Regions from separate parts of the Mus musculus genome. Here regions 1, 2 and 4 are each linked to region 3. Evidence: chromatin contacts called from public Hi-C, HiChIP or PLAC-seq and promoter capture Hi-C data. All regions are on one chromosome and are shown on one strand. The core of a region is the stretch at or near the end of the contact, and the rest is flanking DNA. Distances in the headings are between cores, read along the strand shown. Region 1 holds the start of Pdpk1 (3-phosphoinositide dependent protein kinase 1). Region 2 holds the start of Ntn3 (netrin 3). Region 3 holds the start of Prss22 (protease, serine 22). Region 4 holds the start of Flywch1 (FLYWCH-type zinc finger 1).

What was found. Promoter capture Hi-C pulls out the DNA fragments that hold promoters and counts their contacts. A called contact is a pair of places that touch in the nucleus more often than the background predicts. HiChIP or PLAC-seq counts read pairs in DNA pulled down with a chosen protein or histone mark.
Region 1: a contact with region 3 is called in a Hi-C map of embryonic fibroblasts, with 2.1 times the contacts expected there. The contact joins the promoter of Pdpk1 here to the promoter of Prss22 in region 3. A contact is called at or near these places in 2 of 39 promoter capture datasets (the HPC-7 cell line and macrophages), 2 of 15 datasets of contacts at CTCF or cohesin (CD8 T cells and the NIH/3T3 cell line), 7 of 484 Hi-C or Micro-C datasets (the AML12 cell line, the C2C12 cell line, the HL-1 cell line and 4 more), 4 of 115 datasets of contacts at active chromatin or transcription factors (embryonic stem cells, intestinal villus epithelium and pancreatic cancer cells) and 1 of 9 other capture datasets (pancreatic islet).
Region 2: a contact with region 3 is called in a FOXA1 HiChIP or PLAC-seq map of pancreatic cancer cells. The contact joins the promoter of Ntn3 here to the promoter of Prss22 in region 3. A contact is called at or near these places in 8 of 39 promoter capture datasets (the 3T3-L1 cell line, the HPC-7 cell line, the SN4741 cell line and 3 more) and 1 of 115 datasets of contacts at active chromatin or transcription factors (pancreatic cancer cells).
Region 4: a contact with region 3 is called in a promoter capture Hi-C map of embryonic stem cells, with 5 times the contacts expected there. The contact joins the promoter of Flywch1 here to the promoter of Prss22 in region 3. A contact is called at or near these places in 17 of 39 promoter capture datasets (the 3T3-L1 cell line, the C10 cell line, the HPC-7 cell line and 10 more), 5 of 115 datasets of contacts at active chromatin or transcription factors (craniofacial prominence, embryonic stem cells, forebrain and 2 more) and 5 of 9 other capture datasets (adipose tissue, embryonic stem cells, liver and 2 more).

Annotation. Positions count from the first base shown.
Region 1 is chr17:24,139,782-24,143,119 of GRCm38.p6, reverse strand. It overlaps Pdpk1 (3-phosphoinositide dependent protein kinase 1), which reads left to right and starts at 1,526. Exons shown (of 14, transcript NM_011062.4): 1 at 1,526-1,683. The coding sequence starts at 1,660. Gm33409 (a long non-coding RNA gene) reads right to left here and starts at 1,557. Exons shown (of 2, transcript XR_876671.3): 1 at 960-1,557; 2 at 522-669.
Region 2 is chr17:24,208,082-24,211,277 of GRCm38.p6, reverse strand. Ntn3 (netrin 3) reads left to right here and starts at 1,891. Exons shown (of 6, transcript NM_010947.3): 1 at 1,891-3,196. The coding sequence starts at 2,292.
Region 3 is chr17:23,996,607-23,999,908 of GRCm38.p6, reverse strand. It overlaps Prss22 (protease, serine 22), which reads left to right and starts at 1,809. Exons shown (of 6, transcript NM_133731.2): 1 at 1,809-1,986; 2 at 2,572-2,598; 3 at 3,072-3,243. The coding sequence starts at 1,905.
Region 4 is chr17:23,769,758-23,773,362 of GRCm38.p6, reverse strand. It overlaps Flywch1 (FLYWCH-type zinc finger 1), which reads left to right and starts at 1,761. Exons shown (of 8, transcript NM_001357994.1): 1 at 1,761-1,948.

The sequences.
Region 1 (3,338 bases), core at 277-2,776, 140 kb before region 3:
GTCGGTGCTGGAACTTTGACTGGCTTGATCCTATGCAGGTGAGCACAGCAGTGGTGAGACCCTCGGTGCCAGGCCACATCAGGGTCAGAGTCAGCATTTCTCAGCATTGCTCCTCTTACATTCCCAAGGTTCCCTAAGCCTTATTTGGAGGGGGACTCATATAGATGCTCCCTTTTATTTATCTTGTGTTTGTTTGTTTTGCAAGACAGAGTTTCTCTGTGTAGCCCTGCCTCTGCCTCCTGAGTGCTGAGATCAAAGGAATAAGCCACTATGACCTGGTTCTAGATGCCCCATTTAAGGCTGAATACTCACAGTAATTTTCAGCACTTTAAATTATTTTACACAAATGACAAATATCTGGAAAGGGTGGTGAATACCTATACCCAAGCACTAGGAAATCTAAGGCAGAAAGATCATGAATTCAAGACAAGCCCAGTCTACATAGTGATGTCCAGGCTAGCCAGGGTTACATACTGAGACACTGTCTCAAAAACACCACAAAAAACAAAGGGCGCAAGGGCTATGGGTGTAATTTAGAAACATTTAATTTTGAGATGATCTAGCATGTGTGAGGTCTTGAGTTAATTCCCAACACTGAAAAAAAAATGGGGAAGGTCTGTAGAGATGGCTCAGTATGATGCCTGCTATGCAGGCAAGTCCTCAGCACTCCTGTAAAAGAAAGCTGGAGATGGTGGGGGTGTGTCTGTACCTTCACCCCTGGGAAAACAGAGACAGGGGGACCACTGCATCTCACTGGCCAGCCAGCCAGCCAAGAGGGATCAGCAAGTTCCAGGTAGCGACTGGTATAGGAAGACATCTGACAAACCCACAAAGTGGACACACACATACACTGTACACACAGCGCAAAAAGTTTACAAAAATTGTATGCGTTTCACCATAATTTAAAAAAACATCTACAGCGGTTGTCATAATGACAACTAAAGGAGGATGTGGCATACCTGTCATTTCAGCAGCTGGGAGGCTGAGACAGGATTGCCGCAAGTAGGAGGCCAGTCTGTTCTCGATAGTGAGATCCTGCTGGGAAAGGAAAAAAAAAAAAAAAGCAAGCTCACAAAGACGTCCATCAAAATATTGGCAAAAACAGGTTCATCAGGAGTGACAGGACGGCTTGTTTTCTGCTTCAAATCATAGCCCAATTTCTCTCCCAGATTACTCGTGACCTGTGAATCAGATTCAAGTTGTCCTGGCAGTAGGTTCGAGCTCAGCCTTGCTGCTGCCCCAGGCGTGACCTTGGCCCGCTGGCTACGGAGCCTCAGTTTACCTGACAGGGAACGCGGATGACAGCTCGGCGCTCCGGCCCCGGCCCCTCCCCGTCACTTCTGATTGGCTCGCTCAGCCTCCCTCGACAAGCGCGCCGGGCCCCAACCCGGAAATACGGCTCTTGGTCGGGGGCGGGGCCCTCACGGCCCGCCGCCAATGACAGCTATACTGACCAATGGGCGAGAGGAGCGGCGGCTACGTCGCGGAAGTCCTGCTTAGCGTCGCGCGGGGGCGGGGTGGCGCTGGGGGCGGCAGGCGGCGGGGCGGGCGCAGGATGAGGGCGGCCATTGCTGGGGCTCCGCCGCGGGGAGGAGGACGCTGAGGAGGCGCCGAGCAGCGCAACGCTGCGGGGGAGGCGCCCGCGCCGACTTGGGGCTCATGGCCAGGACCACCAGCCAGCTGGTGAGCGCGCGGCTGCTGTAGGGCGCACCGGTCCGTTACCCGGGAGCGTGGCGGTCGCCTGGGTTCTGCTGGGCGAGGCGGGGCGGCCCGGTGTCGCGGGCCGGGCGGCGCCTCACCTGCGGCTGGGTGGCGGGCAAGACTGTTGGCACCGGCCGAGGGTTCCTCTCGGCTGCGGCAGGGAATGCGGGCCCCGGCTCGGGCTGTCGGCGGCAGCCGGGGGCGCTGACAGGGCACGGAGGGCGGGGGAGGCCGGGAGGTGTCACCCGGTCGGGCGGGGTGGAAGTGCCTGGAAAGTTTGTTTTCGGCTCTGTGCAGCCTGGAGCCGAGCCTCTGGGCTTACCTTGAGGTCCTGCCCGAGGAGGAGCATTCTCCATCCTTTACCTGGAGGAGGTTCCTGGGAAGCAGGAGATGTGAGTTCCTGCTTGTAGCACCTGATGCTGGAGGCTCCTTTCCAGATTCTTGGTCAGCGGGGCATTTCGGTCCTCCTCTTGCCTGCAGTTCTACGCTCAGTGAGGTGGGAAGCCCTGGGAGGCCGGGCTTAGAGGCCCCAGCGAGGGCAGCCTAAGTTTGACAGGGAGGAGGGGTTGGGGGGGGCGGGCGGAAGGACGAGGACGACAAAACCAACCACTTGTTGGGTGAAATGTTTGTTTTCTCTGTGTTGTTAAATAAGTATCCATAGTTGTATTTTCTGGTAAGTTTTAGAGTTCTTAGATCAGCGTGTCTGCCTTGTATGAGATATGAAGTGGCTGATGAGAAGATGTCAGACGCCGAGCAAGATTTGGTTCAAAAGGCAAACCTCCTTGGGCTAGGGCTGTGGTTCAGTGGTAATCTGCTTGCTTCACATGTTCAGGGCTCTTGGGTTCGATCCTCACTCCAGCTTTCAGGGAGTGGGGCGGGATGGGAAGAGGGTTGTTGGTCTCTTTATTCGAGGGGACTGAAGAAACTCACTTGGTTCAGTATGGTCTAGGATGTGTCTGTGGTAGTGGTTTTTGGAGGGTCATGAGCCCCTTTAAGAATCAAAGTATGGGCTCCTTTTGAGAAGCATACACAGTTGCACGGAATTTTGTTGCTACCAGAGGCTCAAGAGCCTTCTGCATCTCATCCATGGACTTGAAGTTATAACCCTCTACTGTGAGATGGATGGTAATTAATCCAAATTCTAAAAGGAGGAGGACCTATCCAGCTGAGAAAAATGGTGAAAGGCAAAAAAGGGTGTTGCAACACTTGTGTCTTTACCCCGGGGTGCTTGGGCTAGCACGCAAAAACATGAATCGTGGAAGTCAGAGTGACAGTACTTTGGATATTTATGAAGTGAACTTTGACACAGAGATGCTTTTGCAATGTGTAAGGTGTGTATCTGATGGTGTCTATGGGAAGAGGAAAAGTGTGTTTTCTCACTTTGTCTTGACACTTCCGTGGTAGGCATTTGATATCTACAATTTTCTTCTCATCAGACAGCTTTTTCAGTGTTAAGAGCACTGGAGCCTAGTGAGCAGAAGAAATTACAGAATAAACACAATAGACTTCTCTGTAAGAAAATGAGAAGAAGTAGGCCGTGCATCTTGTCATATATGCACATGTGAGAATATGCTTTGCTTCCTTCCTGTTAGGAAAGGCAGAGATGGTTCCATTGATGGATTTTTTTTTTTGGTCTG
Region 2 (3,196 bases), core at 642-3,141, 210 kb before region 3:
GCCTCAATCAGGGGCGGAGGCAGGTGGCTGGGTCCACAGAGAGTTATAAGCAGCTCTTGGAGACTAGAGAAAGCTATCCCAATGCCCAGTCCACCATCTGCAAGAGTAGCCCTGGGGCCAGACAATGTGTGCAAAGGGCAATTCTAGGAAAGAGCTCTGAAGCCCATGCCTCCTCCTTGAAGGGCTGGTGAGGCAATGGCCATTTGAGCTCCTGTCCGGCTCCATCCCTCAGGACCTGATCAATGCAGAGATCACCAGGCACCAACTTCCACCCACATCAGAATCCATCTCATACTCTGCAGACCCCAGCAGTCACAGTTCACAGGGAGCTGAGCTAGAGATAAGGCTTACTTCACTGTTGGCGTGAAAGGCTGTCCCCCTGTCCCACCTCCCATAGTTGTCTGACAGTCTGGGGACTCTAGCATGGGCTTGATGTTCAGAGGACAGCCTGGTTTTCCCCTGAGTCAGCTGTTCTAGAGGAACAAGTGTCCAACACCCTGCCACACTGCTTCTCTCCCGGTGCCTGCCTCTGCCGCAGCCCCTGTGTCCTGGGAAGGGTCCAGGGTTCTTGTTTCACTATTCCTTTCCTGAGAGCTTCTGTTTCTCTCCTTTTTTGTTGTAGGAACACTTTCAGTCCAGAATGCTAGCTCTGAGTATACAGGCATTCTCCCTCATATGGCCTCTCTTACCATCTGCAGGGACTGGCCTGTGGTCAGCCTCCTTTCTGAAACCAGGTAATTGGACCTCAGGACTGCTCCCCCAAGATGGAACTGTATCCCACCCGCTCTTCGTGGAGTCCATGGCAGCCTTGCCTGGTCCGTCAGGGACCAAAGGCAGTGAGTGGTTCCTCTTGGCAAGACCCTCTCAGCCACAGCCCACCTCCAACTTGTACCCCAGCAACTCATCTGGGGCATCTGCCTGTTTTTCTACCCAGATGTACTAGGCTGTAGACGGTCAGGTTCAGGGATTCTGACTCTGGTTTATTTGTGACCAGCCCCTCTCCAGTCGTTAAATCCCACTCCTTACCTTTCCACGAGGGTGGGGGTGGGGTAACAGGTGAACAGACCTTGAACCCCAAGGGACCATCAAATAGGCTGTACTTTGTGCTCAAACTTTCAAGCCCTTCTGGACAATGGGGCTATCCTATGACACAGCTATACCCTGAGACCCAGGAGTGATTTAGATTAAGAGATTGGCTGGATCTCACTGTCCAACCGTGACCTCATCACTTAGCCGCATCCCTAGTGCACCTCGCTTAGGATGATATCTATGTTAGCTCATCAAATGCTCCCAGCAACTCCACAAAGCATGGCAAACAATAGACATTTTGGTGGATGAGGAAACTGAGGAACTCAGGCCACACAGCCAGAAATCCAAACAGCTTGGATTTAAAATAAGACCTGAGTTCTTTCTGCTAGAACAGACTACTGCCTTGGGGATACCTTACAAGAACACCAGCCCCAACTGTCTTCTTCCCCCATTCTGGGGAGCATCCAAGACTTCAAGCTTCAGTTCTAAGGTTGTGCCTGCATGATGGGCCTCTGGGAGGAGTGGCCCAGACCCCAGCCCAGCACGTGGCACCACCCCAGGAGCAGTCAAAGCCTGGCTTCAGGCCGAGGACCCTGCTGGGTGGTCCCTCACGGGCTGTAAGGCTGAGCTGCCCCCTCCCGTAAGCGCATTCCTGGCTCTCCAGCCCCTCCCCCCGGATCGTGGGCCTCCCAGCCCCCTCCCGCGCTGGCCCAGCCTGTGTCTGAATCTGCTTCTGATTCTGGCTGTCGGGACAAGGCCCCCTCCCCTCCTTCCTTCCCGGCCCGAGCAGCTCCGCCCCTGGCTAGGACCAGGCTTGCTCCTGCTGAGCCCCCCACCCCCTTCTGGCACAGCTCCTCTGCTCTCGCTGCAGCCAGGAGAAGCCGGCAGCCCGGGCGCCCCAGGCCCCGCCCGCCCAAGGCCCTTCCCGGGAGGCCGGGAGACCTGCTCCTCCTGGCCCTCCGTGGGTGAGTGCTGGCGGCCGGCGGCGGGTGGGGCCTCCGCGGGCGGAGGCACCGGGAGCGGGGGCGACGCCTGTCAACGCTTCAGGCCTAGCAGGAGGACTCGCCAACATCCCTGCTCCTGTGCTCGGCCCCGGGCGTGCCGGTGGCTGCTCCCACTTCTGGGCCTGTGCTGGGGGCCGCCCTGGTGCTCTGCTATCTTGGCACTGCAGACCCGGCACGCAGAGTAGCGGACTAGGCTCTCTCTTCGAGGGCAGACTCGTTAGGCGGAAGCTGGCTGGTTGACTTACAGCGGCCACGGCCATGCCCACCTGGCTCTGGGGGCTGCTGCTGACCGCGGGCACGCTCTCCGCTGCACTGAGCCCAGGGCTGCCGGCCTCTGCCGACCCCTGCTATGATGAGGCGAGGGAGCCTCGCTCTTGTATTCCTGGCCTTGTGAACGCTGCTCTGGGCCGAGAGGTGCTGGCGTCCAGCACGTGCGGGAGGTCGGCCAATCGCGTCTGCGATTCCTCGGACCCGCAGCGGGCACACTCTGCAGACCTCCTGACCTCTGCTCCGGGCACTGCAAGTCCTCTCTGTTGGCGCTCCGATTTGCTGCAACAGGCACCTTTCAACGTAACCCTCACAGTGCCCCTGGGGAAGGCTTTTGAGCTGGTCTTCGTGAGCCTGCGCTTCTGCTCAGCTCCTCCAACCTCCGTGGCCCTGCTTAAGTCGCAGGACCATGGCCGCAGCTGGGTCCCCTTGGGCTTCTTCTCTTCCAGCTGTACCCTGGACTATGGCCGTCTGCCTGCTCCTGCTGATGGCCCTTCTGGTCCAGGGCCAGAAGCCCTCTGCTTTCCAGCCCCCCAGGCTCAGCCTGATGGTGGAGGCCTTCTGGCCTTCAGTGTGCAGGATGGCAGCCCACAGGGCCTGGATCTGGACAACAGCCCCGTGCTCCAAGACTGGGTGACTGCCACAGATATTCGCATAGTACTCACAAGGCCTGCCATTCAGGGAGACACCAGGGACGGTGGGGTGACAGTCCCCTACTCCTACTCAGCCACTGAGCTTCAGGTGGGAGGTCGATGCAAGTGCAATGGGCATGCCTCACGGTGTCTGTTGGACACCCATGGCCACCTGGTCTGCGACTGCCAGCATGGTACAGAGGGCCCTGATTGCAGCCGCTGCAAGCCCTTCTACTGCGACAGGCCATGGCAGCGGGCTACAGG
Region 3 (3,302 bases), core at 560-3,059:
CGAGCCTCATTCCTCACTGGGTGACCCTAGCTCAGGGCTTGCCAAATAGCAGGGGCCCAAGAAATGTTTGTGGAATGAGTTGGGGTGACCAAGGCCCTCCGTGTCACAGGGAGTAGGTTAAAATGGTGTGGGAGCAGCTGAGGGTGCAGAAGTGGCCCTGAGGGGGCATGTGATTAGATGAGTGAGTGCTCCCCCCACATTTGCTCTATAGCCTCTGGGGTGTCTAGGAAGCTGTCCTCATCTTGGCTGTTCCTGTAGTGACACCCACAATCATAGGAGGTGAAGAATGCACCACTGGGGTTCCTGAGGCCACACATTTTGCATGTTTGGGGTGGGGTGGGGCAGGGGTTCTCTGTCTCATCTTGCCTGCAGGTTAACCCTGGCCTGCCTGCCTCCTTCCCCATAGAACACACCTTAGTCTATTTGCAGTTCACAGTACCCAGGCAAGGTTATGTGAGTGTCACCTTGCCAGAGAGAGGGATACATGTGCTAACTGGGCCTAATACCACCTTAATCTCAAACAGTTGAGGTGGGCAACACAGGGACCTGCAGGGCCAGCTCTGGGCAACTTGGAGGCCCAGGTCAGGGAACTCCCAAGAGAGCTGCAGCTGGCCCAGAGGTGGGAAGAGATCAACCTCTCTTTCTTTCCCTGGGTTCAGTGTTACTGTAGCTGTTCCCACACTTATTCATGGTCTTTTCTTCAGAGTAAGTTTTGTGGGCTATCCCAAGGAGAGTCAGGCACCTCCGATCCTGCTGGGGGGGGCCACTAAGTTCCCACGTCAATCCAGTGAGCAGCCAGGCTACGATATCCCCGAACCAGCCCAGGTTTCTTGGGTGATGAGGGAGCTTGGGGACGGCACAAAGTGGGGTGCAGAGCCTCAGACTGCAGTACTATTTTCACTGAACCCATTTCCTCCACAGCCAGGTCTGATCCCAGGATCTAACCCTGGGGAGAGGAATACATTTGTTTGGGATGATGTCGCTGGTTCCTGCTTGACGTGAGGGTGTCATGAGTATAGGACACTTAGTCAGGACAATCCACACCAGCCTACAGCACCTAAGCTTCCCAAAGCCCAGCTCCCTGGTCCTTTGTGTGTGTGTGTGTGTAGGTCCCATGGTGTGAACGTGACCACAGGGTTAGTTCTTCCCAAGTGTGTGTGGGGCGCATAGGCTGTGGCTCTTGCTTTGGGCTTGGCCTGCTCCCTGGAGTTCAGGTGAGAAATGAGTCACCGGAGGGTCACCTACAGTGACAACTGAGAGGAAGTGCCAGGGACAGCTTGGCCAAATGGCCAAGAGGCCATTATGCCCGTCCCTTTGGGGCCTGAGTCACAGCTTTCGGGGAAGTGGGCTAACGGGATTCCAGGGCCCCAAGTGTCTGTCTTGAGTCATGGAAGCAACCAGGGCCCTGGACATGGGCCGTTAAGGAACAAGGTCCCCCTGGCAACCCCAGCCATTTCAGACTGAGTCACTTCCTACCCCAAACAGTCTGCAAACTACAGGGCTCTTTCTCTGTTTACCTGGGAGTCAGTGTTAAAACCATGCCCTAGGCAGTCAGCAAGTCTCTACTTTCCCCCCTCACCCCCCAACCCCCCATGCAGGGTGACCCCGGGCATACAACTGATCTGGAGACCCCCATCCAGTCTCCTGGTAGCATCCCTAGAACCCAGTAACTGGTTGCTTCCTTCTGGCAACCCCACCTCCTCCTTGACCCACAGTCTGGGTGGCCCAGTCTCAGGCACCTGGGGGACTGGTCCAACAGCATTCTTCCTCACAGGATAAAACCTGGGGCAACCTGTAGGGAACCCTACACACTACAGCCACCCGTCCTGCCAGTCTCAAGCAACACAGCCCTTAGGTCCTTTGAGCCGGCCAGCAGCCTTGCTGGGTCTCCACCCATACCAGCAATGATGATCTCCAGACCTCCCCCAGCACTGGGTGGGGACCAGTTCAGCATCTTAATCCTTCTGGTGCTGCTGACTTCCACAGGTGAGCCCCAAGGGCCTGCTGCTCCTCCTCCCCACATCCTCTCTTCCCTCCTCCTCCTTCCCACAGTCACCTCCTCTTCGCCAGCTCAGCTCAGCTCCTTCCCTTGAGTTCCGTCTCTCTTCTTTCCTCTGTTGCCTTTCATCATCGGCTCCCCATGCCTGTCTCCGTTCTCCTTCCTCTGGCATGTGGTCTGCCTCAGTTTCCCTAGCAGCTATGAGGATTGAATGCATGTGAGTGCTCTGGTCTCAGTGCCTGCTCAGGAGCGCCTCTCACCGCTTCCCTGTGCCCTCCATCTCCTGTTTCCTCTTCCTCCTCTATTTCCATCTTGGGTCTCCTTCTGTTCTGGAATAGGAAGGCAGCTGCCTGGGCTTTCATGGGAGCTGGGGGAGAAAACCTGGGTGACAGTGTGTGTGTGTGTGTGTGTGTGTGTGTCTGTGTGTGTGTGTGTGTGTGTGTGTGTGTGACAGGTGGTGGAGCAGCGAACAGTGCTGGAGGGCCCAGGCTGAGTCTGTTTGGGAAGGTGGGGGAGTCCCCAGGCATGGGGCACAGGGCTCCTCACCACTTTCTTTATTCTCTTGCTCTCAGCTCCCATCAGTGCTGCCACCATCCGAGGTGAGTGTGATCAGGTTGCCTGGCTGGGTGGGGGTGGGGCAGTGGTGTGGACAGTCTTTGTATCTGACTCTATAGGGTAGGTCAGTGTGGGGACCCCAGTCACAGGGGAGCATGAGATTGAAGAGGATGGGATGGATACAGGCAAGAGGAGTTGTGTGGGTGGGTGGGGCTTAGGAAGGTGATGAATCTAGAGAAGGGAGGACAGAAGGGTGAGGGACCAACAGAACCAAAAAAATAAAGGTTAAGGGGAGTGGGAGGGAAGGCCAGATAAAGGAGAGAAGAAGGCAAGGGCCAGTCCCTGATAACTAAAGGGGACAGGGACAGGGCAGGCAGGCACTCTCCCTGCAGCAGCAGGCTGTGCTGGACACATGCTGTGCTGGGCACAGGTTTGAGGCCTTGCAGGGGGGTTGACAGGCAAGTCAGAAGACAATTGTGTCTACTGAGATGACAGAAGATGCCATCCCTTGTGCCAGTGTCCCCAGACTGTGGGAAGCCTCAGCAGCTGAACCGGATTGTGGGAGGTGAGGACAGCATGGATGCCCAGTGGCCCTGGATTGTTAGCATCCTCAAGAATGGCTCCCACCACTGTGCAGGCTCCCTGCTCACCAACCGCTGGGTGGTCACAGCCGCGCACTGCTTTAAGAGGTATGTGGACTCAGGCTTGCTTTTGACTCTCCCAGGCCCAGGCTTTCTGCCTCAGTCTC
Region 4 (3,605 bases), core at 512-3,011, 230 kb after region 3:
GTCCTCTGTAAAGAGCTGTTTAAGTGCTGAGAATCGCTAAGGCAGTGGTTCTCAACCTGTGGGTCACAACCTCCCTGACAAACCTCTATCTCCAAAAATATTTACATTATGGTTCATAACTAGCAATATTACAGTTAGGAAGTAGCAACAAAAATAATCGTATGGTTGGGGGTCACCACGGTATGAGGAACTGTATTAAGGGGTCACGGCTTTAGGAAGGTTGAGAGCCACTACCTAACAGTGTTTCTTTTCAAAACGGTTTGTTTTTGGAGACAGTCTATGAAGAATCAGCTTCCAGGACTCGCTGTGTAGCCCAGGATGGCCTCATTCTCCTGCCTCTGTCTCCGCAATTCTGAGTTTACAGGCTTGCCCCGCCACACAGGGCTTCCCATTTTCTCTCTAAAAGTTAAAAGTTTTTTAACTTTTAGATTTCTGAAACCAAAACCAAAACCAAAACCCTTATCTTTCTCTTCTACTTACTTATTCACCTATATTGTTGTTTTTAAAACCCAGGGTCTCATGTAGCTCAGGCTTGCCTTACATTCACTATGTAGCTGATGAAAGACTTGAATTCCTGATTCTCTTGCTTCTGTTTCATTTGTGCCACACACATTCAGCTCCTGGATTCTTATTTAAATATGCGATCTGTTATTGTCACTATTTCAAATCTCAGATAGTCCTGGATTGGGAGAGGGGGGTATCTAAGGGTTTCAACGTGCTGCATAAGAATGTTCTTTGGAGGGCTGGCGAGATGGCTCAGTGGTTAAGAGTGCCGACTGCTCTTCCGAAGGTCCAGAGTTCAAATCCCAGCAACCACATGGTGGCTCACAACTATCCGTAACGAAATCTGATGCCCTCTTCTGGAGTGTCTGAAGACAGCTACAGTGTACTTACATATAATAAATAAATAAATCTTAAAAAAAAAAAAGAATGTTCTTTGGAACTGGCTCAGTTATGAAGACCATTGGGCTGCTTCCAAAGGACCCAGCCTTGATATCCAGCACCCACATGGTGGTTCATAACTCTGGGCAACTCCAGGAGATCCTATGCCCTCTTTTGGCCTCCACAGGCACCAGAAATGCACATGGTGTACAGATACACATGCAGACAGAACATCCAAATACATTTTAAAAATACACTTAAAATATGTCAGAGTTATGTTTTTTAAAAAATAAAAAAGAAAGGAAGGAAGGAAGAAAACTGGGTGGCAGTGGCGCATGCCTTTGATCCCAGTACTCACCGTGCTAGGGTGGCAGAGGCAGGCTGATCTCTGAGTTTGAGGCCAGCCTGGTCTATAGAGAGCATTCCAAGACAGCCAGGGCTACGGAGAGAAACCCTGTCTTAAAATAAAAATAAAAATAAAAAATAAAGAAATAAAATACTTAAAATGTAAAAAAGAAAGTTCTGAAGGTCACAGGCCTAAAGACGCACTTAAGCCAAAGCTACAACTTCGTAAGAATGCAGTCAAATCCTATAAAAGTCCTGTTCTCTCTATCAATAGCGCTGTCATCCTTTTAGTGATGACTCCCAGCCTGCATCCTTGCTACAAATTCACCTGTCGCCCCGCCCTCCCGGATGCAGTAGCGGGACCATGGGTTGTCCCGCCTTCTTCCTTGTTAGTAGACCCGCCCCTGATGCTGATTGGCTAGGGTGTCAAGTTGACACTGCGCAGAGAAGACCCGGAGAAGTGGTATCCGCCTCAGGAATGGCTCCGCGCCTCTGCTGCGCATGCTCGCTAGTAGTTTCTAGGCTTCCCAAGCAGGCGTCTCGCGGGGGCGCGCGCGCGGGCACGGGCTCGCTCCCCAGGGGGCAGTTGGCGGCGGGAGCGGGCGGCGGGGTCGTGGTTCCTAGAGCAGCCCCGGCTGCTAGGCCGGCGCCTGCGTTGGCGGACACTCACACGAAGGATCGGGTGGCTCAGCCGCCGGAGAGGCAGGGCCCGCTGCCGTCGGTGAGGACGGGCCCCTGCGGGCGGGAGGGTCGGACCAGCGGAGCGATGCCTGGTCCGGCTATCCTGGGGTCGCGCCCGGTGCTGGGGAGGGGCCCCAGCTCTGTAGCTCGGGCATGGGGTGCTTCTTTGTCGGACATCCACGATGCGCCTCCTTTCTACCTGATCTCTCCATCAACCCACTCGACTCCTGTACCGATCTTAACACCTCTAAATCCGGGACCACACATTCGCCCATCTTCCTTGAACCGTGTCCACCCATTGCATGTCCATCCAGCTCTGTCCTCCGTCGCGGCCCATCCTTGGCGGCCGCAGGTCCCAATGACCTTGCACTTTTTGCCGGTTGTTACCCCTCCTCGTTCAGACTATAGGTTGCCCATTGTGGCTTTCAAACTTTGTGACGCATTCTAGACTGAGAAAGATGTTTTATGTGTATATTCTGTGCCTGAAGATAGATTTCGTGAATCGCAAGTTTAAAGAGAGTCGCTTACCAATCTCACATGACGCAGATCTATTTAGGCTGTGTTCTAATTCATTCCTTTCTGTTCCGTTCCATTCCATTCCAAATGACTGACTTGCTAACCCATTGATTCAAGACCTAGCTTATCTGACAGTTTTAAACCCCCCTTTACTCCTTACTCTACAATCAGATAACCATCCCCAAGAAAGATCTTTTTGTTATGATGTTTTGTTTTTAACTTCTTTGCTTTCCAGGGTCCTTACCATTGCTGGGGCTTGGTTTAGATTTCTGGTATGTTTATCTCATTGTTCTCCCAAGTGCCACTAGTCTGACTTGTGGGAACAAAACAGCATATGAAGTAGAGGAGAGCTGATAATACATGCTCACTTATGCAGATGAAGATGGCTTTGCTGGGGGAGGGATGTGAAGCTGAATTGTTAGGTAAAGGAATCCGTCTAGCCAAGATTCTCATCTAGGAGGATTGCGGAAATCTATCAGTTGGCTTCCCACATCTCATGTGGGTTTTCCTTATCATTCTGAGTGTGTGTTTGTGTGTCTCTGTGCATGCATACACAAGGCTGTTTATCACTCTCTGCCTTATTCCTTTTTGTTTGTTTGTTTCAAGACAGGGTTTTTCTATGTAGCCCTCATCTGTGGGCTTCAGGTGGGCCTCAAATTCACAGAGCTCCTCCACCCCCTGCCTCCTGAGTGCTGGAATTAAAGGTATGTATCACCATGTCCTGCTGCAGCGTCTGCATTGCTGAATCGCTTTGGAACAGTATCCTCAGTTCACTGTCCCATCCCTCCTCTCCACCAGGAGTATTGGTTCCCCGGTGACTTGAGAAAAGAGGTGGTAGTGGGTTTTATTTAGTACATAAAGCCCAAAGGTGCCAATAAACATCGTACCCTGCCCATCCCAGGGAAATGAGATCAGGTCTAGAATGGCACCAGTGCAGAGCTTGTGAAACTCCACATTAGAAGTCTGGAGATGCCGGGCGGTGGTGGCTCACGCCTTTAATCCCAGCACTTGGGAGGCAGAGACAGGCGGATTTCTGAGTTCCAGGCCAGCCTGGTCTGCAAAGTGAGTTCCAGGACAGCCAGGGCTATACAGAGAAACCCTGTCTCAGAAAAACCAAAAAACAAACAAACAAACAAACAAACCCCAACAACAAAAAAAGAAGTCTGGAGATTGTTCCCACC